Linked DNA regions of Oryctolagus cuniculus: region 1 is linked to region 2. A link is a contact called in public Hi-C data. All regions are on one chromosome and are shown on one strand. The core of a region is the stretch at or near the end of the contact, and the rest is flanking DNA. Distances in the headings are between cores, read along the strand shown.

Region 1 (3,925 bases), core at 1,397-3,896, 39 kb before region 2:
TGAATGAGAGCTGGAGATGGAGACTTGGGAACCATCAGTGTCACATGAAAGTTCAAATATTGATGTGTGAGCTGATTGGACCACAAGCTGAGTAGAGGAAAGAAGAGGCTTAAGAGTAGACCCTCAGGCCACAGCAGTCCATATTTAAGGGACTATGAAGAAAAGTGGTGTCCAAAAGCAAACCCAATAGAATAATCCTGCTACAGAGGGAGCAAGTCATTGGAACCCCAGCAGAGAGGAAGAATCAAATTTCCAGACGGAGGGAGTCTTCAACAGTGTTGAACGCTACAGAGACTAAGGTGTAAACAGCTTTGAAAATGCTCATTAAGTTCATTTCTAAATGATGCACTTGTATTTAAGGGACTGTGATTTTAGCTGGGAAAAATGGAAACAGCAAAAACCATGTGTACAAACTGGAGCACAGAAGGTTCTATCAAATGCAAGTCACTTCAGTAGTTTTTATTGAGCACCTACTGTGTGCCTAGAGCATGACTGCTTCTGAGACTGGAAGGCTAATAATGCAAGATTCTTTAAAGTGTTTCTTCTCATCTCTTTCTCTTCATGTACAGTTGGTTTTCTGATGCAAACATGTCATATTATGAAATTGGCCACAAGTTGAATTCCATTTGCAATTACTTGTTCAGCAAGACTTCCTGCCTGCTCTTTCGCCAGGAGAATGCAAAGCATGTCATTGGAACAAAGGAAGCTGTGCAAGCCAACCTAATTATTAATACGCCCACTGGTTTTTCCAAGCATAAGCTTAACTCTCTTCTTCATTCTAGGATTTGATAGCCTAGCGTTGCTAAACAAAAAAACCTCACTTGCTTCATTGCCATAATAACCAGCTGTCTTTCAGCTGGTTGGGAGGCACTGGCCAGTAGGTGGAGAAAGACACCCAGTGACCCTCTAGGCGAAAGCATGAACTGAAGTTTTCACTTTTCAGACTCCGTCTCTCTAGACAGTAGGTTGGATTCAGTTGGGAACAAAAGAAATCTCTATGAATGGTAATGGCAAGTATTCCATGCACTTCAGGGTCATTACTCTTCTCCCTGGAATCTATGCATTCACTTTCCAAGAATGAGTTCCCTGCCCTTTTGATGAAGACCTCCCAATGTGAATTAATGAGACGTATTGTTGTGCCTCCCAGCCTTTAGCCCTCGGCTCAGCCCCAAGAACACAGCTCTGGCTGCATCTAGGAGCCAAAGATTATGCCCCTCCAGTCACTGCCACTCTCAGGTTGCATTCTCGTCCTCAAAACACAAACAGGAGAAATCATATCACCCAGAACCAGTCGTATTTTTCCTGGGAACGTAAGCAGGACAAGATGTCTTTAGGATCTGGAGGAGTAAAACTCTCCAGGATGAAATTTGAGAGCCATACCTGGCACACTCATAACCCAACTGAAGACCTGTGCCGATCTGGAATCGTAATAAATTTCCTGTGATCTTCAAGTACCTTGTATGAGTAACGATTTAGGAAGAATTAATCTGTTCCTCTGGCCAAAGGATATTGTTATTCAAGAAAATTTTAAAAATTAATTGTTTATGAAATGCATCTTGCTTTGCTCTCAAACTCTTTAAATCGGAGCATAATCGTGTGTTGATTTTCTTGCTAAATTTTTTCCTCTGATTACACATCTTTCCTCTTTGTAATGCATTTAATCACATTCACAGAAGACCTTCAACAGAGACTTTTAACGTTTTCTTCAAATAAAGTCATACATTTAATGTTCTCATCCTTCTTCTAAACAATTAAACATTTTCAAACACGTGAGTTATTTGTTGGAAAGCACTGTCCTGCTTCCCAACTGATCATTTCTGGCAGAGAGGAAAAACAAGAACAGCCATAATTGTTTCAAGACACGATTGTCTTCTTGCCCAAGAATTTCCGGCATCTTTTTTTTTTTTTTTTTGAGTCTTGTGTTATATAAATTTTCAAACCGAAAACATAAAATCAGAATAATGGATGGACAAGGTTACAGAGGGGGACGATAAAACTGAAAATGAAATCTGGTGAGCAAAAGAGTCAAAAGAGGACTGGATGGAAAACGCCTGTTGGGATCCGAGGGTTGTATCTGAAGACCTTGTGGGTTTCTAGCCCAGACTAACCCCTCCTCCCTCTCTAACCACTCATCTTTTCGGATGTAATTCCTTACTCCTTTCTGCTCCAGTTTCTCTTTCCCTGATGTTTTCAATCTCATATTGATATCCACAGATCTAAAGGTAACTTCACTTGAATCAAGGAGGAAACATCATACTTGACTTGGTATGAACATTTTTTTTTTTTTTGACAGGCAGAGTGGACAGTGAGAGAGAAGAGAGGGAGACAGAGAGAAAGGTCTTCCTTTGCCGTTGGTTCACCCTCCAATGGCCACCGCGGCTGGCGCGCTGCGGCCAGCGCACTGCGCTGATCCGATGGCAGGAGCCAGGTACTTATCCTGATCTCCCATGGGGTGCAGGGCCCAAGGACTTGGGCCATCCTCCACTGCACTCCCTGGCCACAGCAGAGAGCTGGCCTGGAAGAGGAGCAACCGGGACAGAATCCGGCGCCCAACCGGGACTAGAACCCGGTGTGCCGGCGCCGCAAGGCGGAGGATTAGCCTAGTGAGCCGCGGCGCCAGCTGGTATGAACATTCTGAGATCGAATCTTCTACCGGTCTAAACCATTCAAGCTTCAGGGTAACAAGTCCCATGAGAAAGTGCAAACTCCCTGCACACACAGAACCAGGGATTAGACTGGAGGCCTTGGGAAGGCTCTCACCTAGGCCCCCTCATCAAATGGCAGGGCACTGAGACAGAGAGGGGAAGCCCCTCCCTCCTGTCCTGTCTCGTGGCCCGTGGGCACAGACCTCAGTGTGACCCCATGCCTGCCCCATGTCTGAGCTTTCTGAGACATAGACAGGTTCAGCCCAGACTCAATGTGCTTGTGACACCAATAGAGAACAACAAGACCTTGGTGATATCCACCATCAGAAGTAGACAGGAGAGCAGCCTACGCAGCTCTGAGTTCCCACTTGAGAGGCAGGGGCCCAAGTACTGGGCTGTCCTCTGCTGTGTTCCTAGGTGCATTGGTAAGGAACTAAATCTGAAGCAGAGCAGCCGAGAGTTGAACCAGCACTCAGATGAAATGTCAGCATCACAAACAGCAGTTTAACCACCAAGCCAGAACATCTACCAGGTATTCTAATTGGAGCTTTGCAATGTCCTATCATGTAACGTATGAGCCCATACAATCCTCACAATATCCTATGGCATATATATTATTACTGTACCCACTTCACAGATGAGCAAAGCAAGGCTTGAGTTAACCAGTAACTGGATTTCTGGATTCCTGCAGTGCGGTGCAATGATGACAGCACCAACTAATGGCGGGGTCAGTGTGGGACTGTGTGGTGCTGTTCTTTACTCCTTCCTGGAGGGTGCAAAGCCATGAGCGAGTTTCAGACGCTGCACGCCAGGTAGGAAGATAGCACCAGGAAAGATTGTCCACTGCAACAGAAAAGTAATTTTTGTTTCACACATGTTGGTCCTTCCAGTGCCCAGAAAGAGAGAGGACCTTAGTTCCAAGGGGGTGCAGACACCAGGCAGGTATTTGCAATATGAATTTGCTCAGGAAATAAGACAAAAATCTACCCATTGAGTGTAAGAGGCACACTTGGGACTCAGGGCCAAAGCTCCCTGATGGGAATGGAGATCCAAGTCCAGAGCCAGACTCGGGCCTCTGACCCCTGGACAGAGTCCTCTGCAAGCTCTCTGCTCTGCAGCCCTGGCCTGCACCTGCTGACGGGGGTGCTGCTGGTCAAGGGGCCTGAGATGGGAGCAGGAACACTAACTAGGAAAAGACAGCCCATCCAGGAAAGGGAACCTGCAGGCACAGTAACTGACAGGTGCACAGCCTCTTTGTCCTGTTTAGAAAAAAGGTGCCC
Region 2 (4,368 bases), core at 1,474-3,973:
TAATGGCTGTGCAACCACCACTCAGTCGCTTACATGGATTGAAAGCCAAAAGTACGAACATCTGGCAAAGAATGTCTTAGGGGCCAGCACAGTGGCGCAGCTGCTACCTGTGATGCCGGCAGCCCGTAAGGGCACCAGATCAAGTCCCAGCTGCTCCACTTCCAATCCAGCTTTCAGCTAATGTACCTGGATGCAACTTACGAAATGTAAACTATCTGAGCCATTACTTGCTGCTTCCCAGGGTGGGCAATAGAAGGAAGTTGGATTGGAAGCGGAATTGAGATTTGAACCCAGGCACTCTGATATAAAATGCTGGCATCCCAGGCATTGTCTTTTTATTTATTTTTTATTTGACAGTAGAGTTATAGATAGTGAGAAACAGACAGAGAGAAAGGTCTTCCTTCCGTTGGTTCACCCCCAAAATGGCCGCTATGGCCGGCGCACTGTGCTGATCCAAAGCCAGGAGCCAGGTGCTTCCTCCTGGTCTCCCATGCAGGTGCAGGGGCCCAAGCACTTGGGCCATCCTCCACTGCACTCCACAGCAGAGAGCTGGACTGGAAGAGGAACAACCGGGACTAGAACCCAGTGGCCACATGGGATGCTGGCGCTGCAGGCGGAGGATTAACTAAGTGAGCCACGGCACTGGCCCCCCAGGCAGTGTCTTAACCACAAACGCCTGTCCTGAATAAATCATTTTCACTGTTGAAAACCTGACCTTGGGCCGGCACCCAGGCTCACTAGGCTAATCCTCCACCTGCGGCACCGGCACACCAGGTTCTAGTCCCGGTCAGGGTGCCGGATTCTGTCCCAGTTGCTCCTCTTCCAGTCCAACTCTCTGTTGAGGCCCGGAAGTGCAGTGGAGGATGGCCCGAGTGCTTGGGCCCTGCACCCCATGGGAGACCAGGAGAAGCACCTGACTCCTGGCTTCGGATCAGTGCAGCACTGGCCGTAGAGGCCACTTGAGGGTGAACCAATGGAAAATGGAAGACCTTTCTCTCTGTCTCTCTCTCTCTGACTGTCTCACTCTGCCTGTCAAAAAAAAAAAAGACAAGACAATTCAGTGTTTTACCTTAGGGCTATAAGGCAATAGATTTGTGATTGCTTGCCCGGGTGGAATGGTAAGAATATATTTTAGTTCCAAAGATTTAAAGGGATAACAATTAGAACTGGCATGGAGACTTTATCTAAAATATTGTTTTCTTTTCTTTTTTAAAAAATATTTATTTTATTTGAAAGGCAAAGTTACACACAGAGAGAGAGAGAAATCTTCCATCCATTGGTTCACTACCCAAATGGCCACAATGTCTGCAACTGGGCCAGGCCAAAGCCAGGAGCTTCTTCAGGTCTCCCACGTGGGTACAGGAGCCACAGCACTTGGGCCATCTTCTACTGCTTACCCAGGCCATAGCAGAAAGCTGGATCAGAAGTGGAGTAGCCAGGACTCAAACTGGCACCCATATGGGATGCCGGCACTGTAGGCCGTGGCTTTACCCACCAGCTATGCCACAGTGCCAGCCCCTCCTTTTTTTAATGTTTATTTATTTTCATATACTTAGAGAGAGCTTCTATCCACTATTGTACTCCCCCAGTTGGCTGTAATAGCAAAAGCCAGGAGCTAAGAACTCCATATGAGACTCCAATGTGGGTGTCACGGGCTTAGGCACTCCTAGGACGCATTAGCAGGAAGTAGGTCAGAAACAGAACAGAAGGGGCTGGATCCCAGGTGCTATGATATGGGATGCATGTGTCCTAAGCGAGGGCTTTACCTATTGCACCCTCCCTTACATTATTGATAGCTACCAACTAAAAGATTTCTCTCCCAGCTCCCCAATAAAAAAAAAAAAAAAAAAAAAAAAAAAAAAAAAAACCTCATCAAAAAAAGAAAATCTCAAAAATGATTGGGTAATTTTTGAATCCTACAACATCAGTGTTCAAAAGTCTCAAAGAAAGAGTTCCGCTGTTTTGGCTCATTTATCAAAATGATTTGCAGAGTTCTACTTCTTTTCCAAGACCAAATACATTCATCAAACACTGAGCTTCAAAGGGGCTTCATTTAGAGTGACCCAACCAACAAATAAATTCACTTCCAAGGGCTCCTTTGTAATAAAAGAGGGCCAGGCTGGCCCACGGGGACAGGACTAAATCAAAAAGGGAAATGTCTAGGCAGTATCAGCCTGAGGAACCCTAGACGAACCAAAAACATGTCTTCACTCTCTCCTGTCCGAGGGTGTTACGCAGAATCCAAGCACATGTGTGTTTATTTCCTCAAAAGAAAATGCAGACTTCCCACGTCTGATTTATGTGCTACAGCCGTAAGAAATGTTTGTGTCTGGAATACATATCTGGGTGCTATACTCAAATAGAGCAGTTTGTAAGCCTGATCTCTCTCTCTCTCTCTCTCTCTCTCTCTCTTACACACACACACACACACACACACGTGTACCTTGAAATGTTCATGGAAAAGGGAATCCAAAGAGATGTTTAATTTGGGCGCAGAAAACGTAGCAATCCACACGTAAATTTTCGCATAGTGTACATTTTTCTAGCAACTTTGTAAAGAGCCCTCGTGTGTACGGATTTCTAAAGGTTTTGCAGCAAAATAAACTTGTCTTTCGAGTCCGCATTCCACGAACTTGTTGAAGTACTCTCGCGTTACACCTGCGACCTACCAAAAAAAAAAAAAAAATCACCTTGGAAGGGTTGCTTCTTTATTGCAGCGAAGCGTGGCGAGGGTGCTCACTGAAGCCAGCCAAGAAACGGCCGTGTTTAATTCTCAGAGCCCTCCACCGGTGACTCAGGGAGCGATGATGTCATATGTTATGCTACAACTGCTGGTGCGGTTCTGCGCGCTCGCTCCAGCCGTTCCCTCTTGCTCCTGGGGCAGCCGGGACTCGCCGGCCCCCAGCCTTTCCCAGCCAGCCAGGAGCAAGCAGGCTGCCTAGCAGCGATGCAACAGGAAGTCTGAGAGCCTGAGCCGGCAGCGGGACCCCTAGTGCTTTCCCACTCCGTGTCCTGGCATCGTTCCCCACAAGTACAAACACACACACAGAGCTCCCATTGTTGCAGCCCTCCCAGCCCACTGATCCTAATATGGAATGCAGCAGGAAACCCATGATTTCCTGAGCTTCGGCAAGCTGGAGGAAGCAAGGGAGGGGGGTGGAAAAACTCCATTAAAAAGCCCAGCTTTCCTCCATGTTAGCTGTGAAGTGGGGAAAAAAAAAATGGGGACGATTTAGCCGAATCCCAGCCGGGCTGCAGACGGGCAGAGCAGAGCGGGAAGCCGCAAGCCGCTGAAATTTCTAGACTGCCAGCGAAGCCTCCAGGACTCTGGAGATGAAGATTGCTTAAACGGAGAAGGGAGAGGATCGGACCCTTCTCACAACCCTCCTCCCTTCCACACCCCACCCCGCTGCGAGTGCCTGTCGCTGTTCGGGACCGCGATGGCGAGCGACGGGGCGCACGCCAGCCTCCGACGTGTCCGGATGCTCCAAGGGACCCCAAGCGAGGCAGAGTGAACTCCGTCCAGCCTGGCACCGGCTCTGCGGGACAAGCGGCGGGAGCAGCAGCCAGCGGGAGTCCCAGCCGCCGCGGCCGCGAGCATGAACTGCACCGAGGGGACTGACAGCAGCTGCGGCTGTGCGGACCACGCCGAGAAGAAGATGCTCAAGTGCGTGGTGGTCGGCGACGGCGCGGTGGGGAAGACCTGCTTGCTCATGAGCTACGCCAACGACGCCTTCCCCGAGGAATACGTGCCCACCGTGTTCGACCACTATGCAGGTAGGGAGAGCCGGGGTGCGCCGGCGGGGGCGGGGGGGAGCGGAGACCCCAGGCGCGCAAGGACCCGGCTTGGGTCTCGCGGCAGCGCTGGGTGCGGGCCTGCGTGCGCGTCATCGGGTGGCTGAGCCTCACGCACAACGTGTGAGGATGCTTCCCAAAGGAGGTGGGCAGGGGCATGGAAAGACACTTTTATGGCGGTGCAAAATGTTGGAACCCAGGCGTAGGTGCGGTGCGCACAGTCTGCGGGAAAGGATTTCAAAAACTTTTGCACCGAAATAAACGTTGTCTTCTGTCTCATGAACATTTTGGAGCACCCTCATTTGAACAAAGCCTCTGCAGGACCGTTGGGAGACCAGTTTGCTTGTGGCGCTGTATCTGAACAGTTTCTCCACTCGTGGAGCAGATGGGTGACACTGGGACACACTCAAACTGCCCCCTGGATTGGGCGTTTTATTCAACATCTGCTTGGAGAGTCACTGCTTCCTGTCAACTTTCTCAAATGTGGCGTGATTGCATTCACGATTCTTTTCTACGGGAAAAAAAAATCACCACTCACACACAACTGGTCAAAGCAAGGTTCCTGCCAGTTCT

Evidence for each region. Hi-C and Micro-C count contacts between places; a contact is called where the count stands out from the background.
Region 1: a contact with region 2 is called in a Hi-C map of skin fibroblasts, with 5 times the contacts expected there. The contact joins the enhancer-like site here to the promoter of RHOJ in region 2. A contact is called at or near these places in 2 of 6 Hi-C or Micro-C datasets (psoas muscle and skin fibroblasts).

Annotation. Positions count from the first base shown.
Region 1 is chr20:7,276,287-7,280,211 of mOryCun1.1, reverse strand. No RefSeq gene overlaps it. Among named protein-coding and RNA genes, the nearest start is that of RHOJ, 40 kb to the right of the region's middle. Within about 2 kb of position 2,646, at least 1 of the 8 cell types and tissues checked has an H3K27ac peak or open chromatin away from gene starts, as enhancers often do.
Region 2 is chr20:7,236,926-7,241,293 of mOryCun1.1, reverse strand. It overlaps RHOJ (ras homolog family member J), which reads left to right and starts at 2,723. Exons shown (of 5, transcript XM_002719551.5): 1 at 2,723-3,777. The coding sequence starts at 3,600.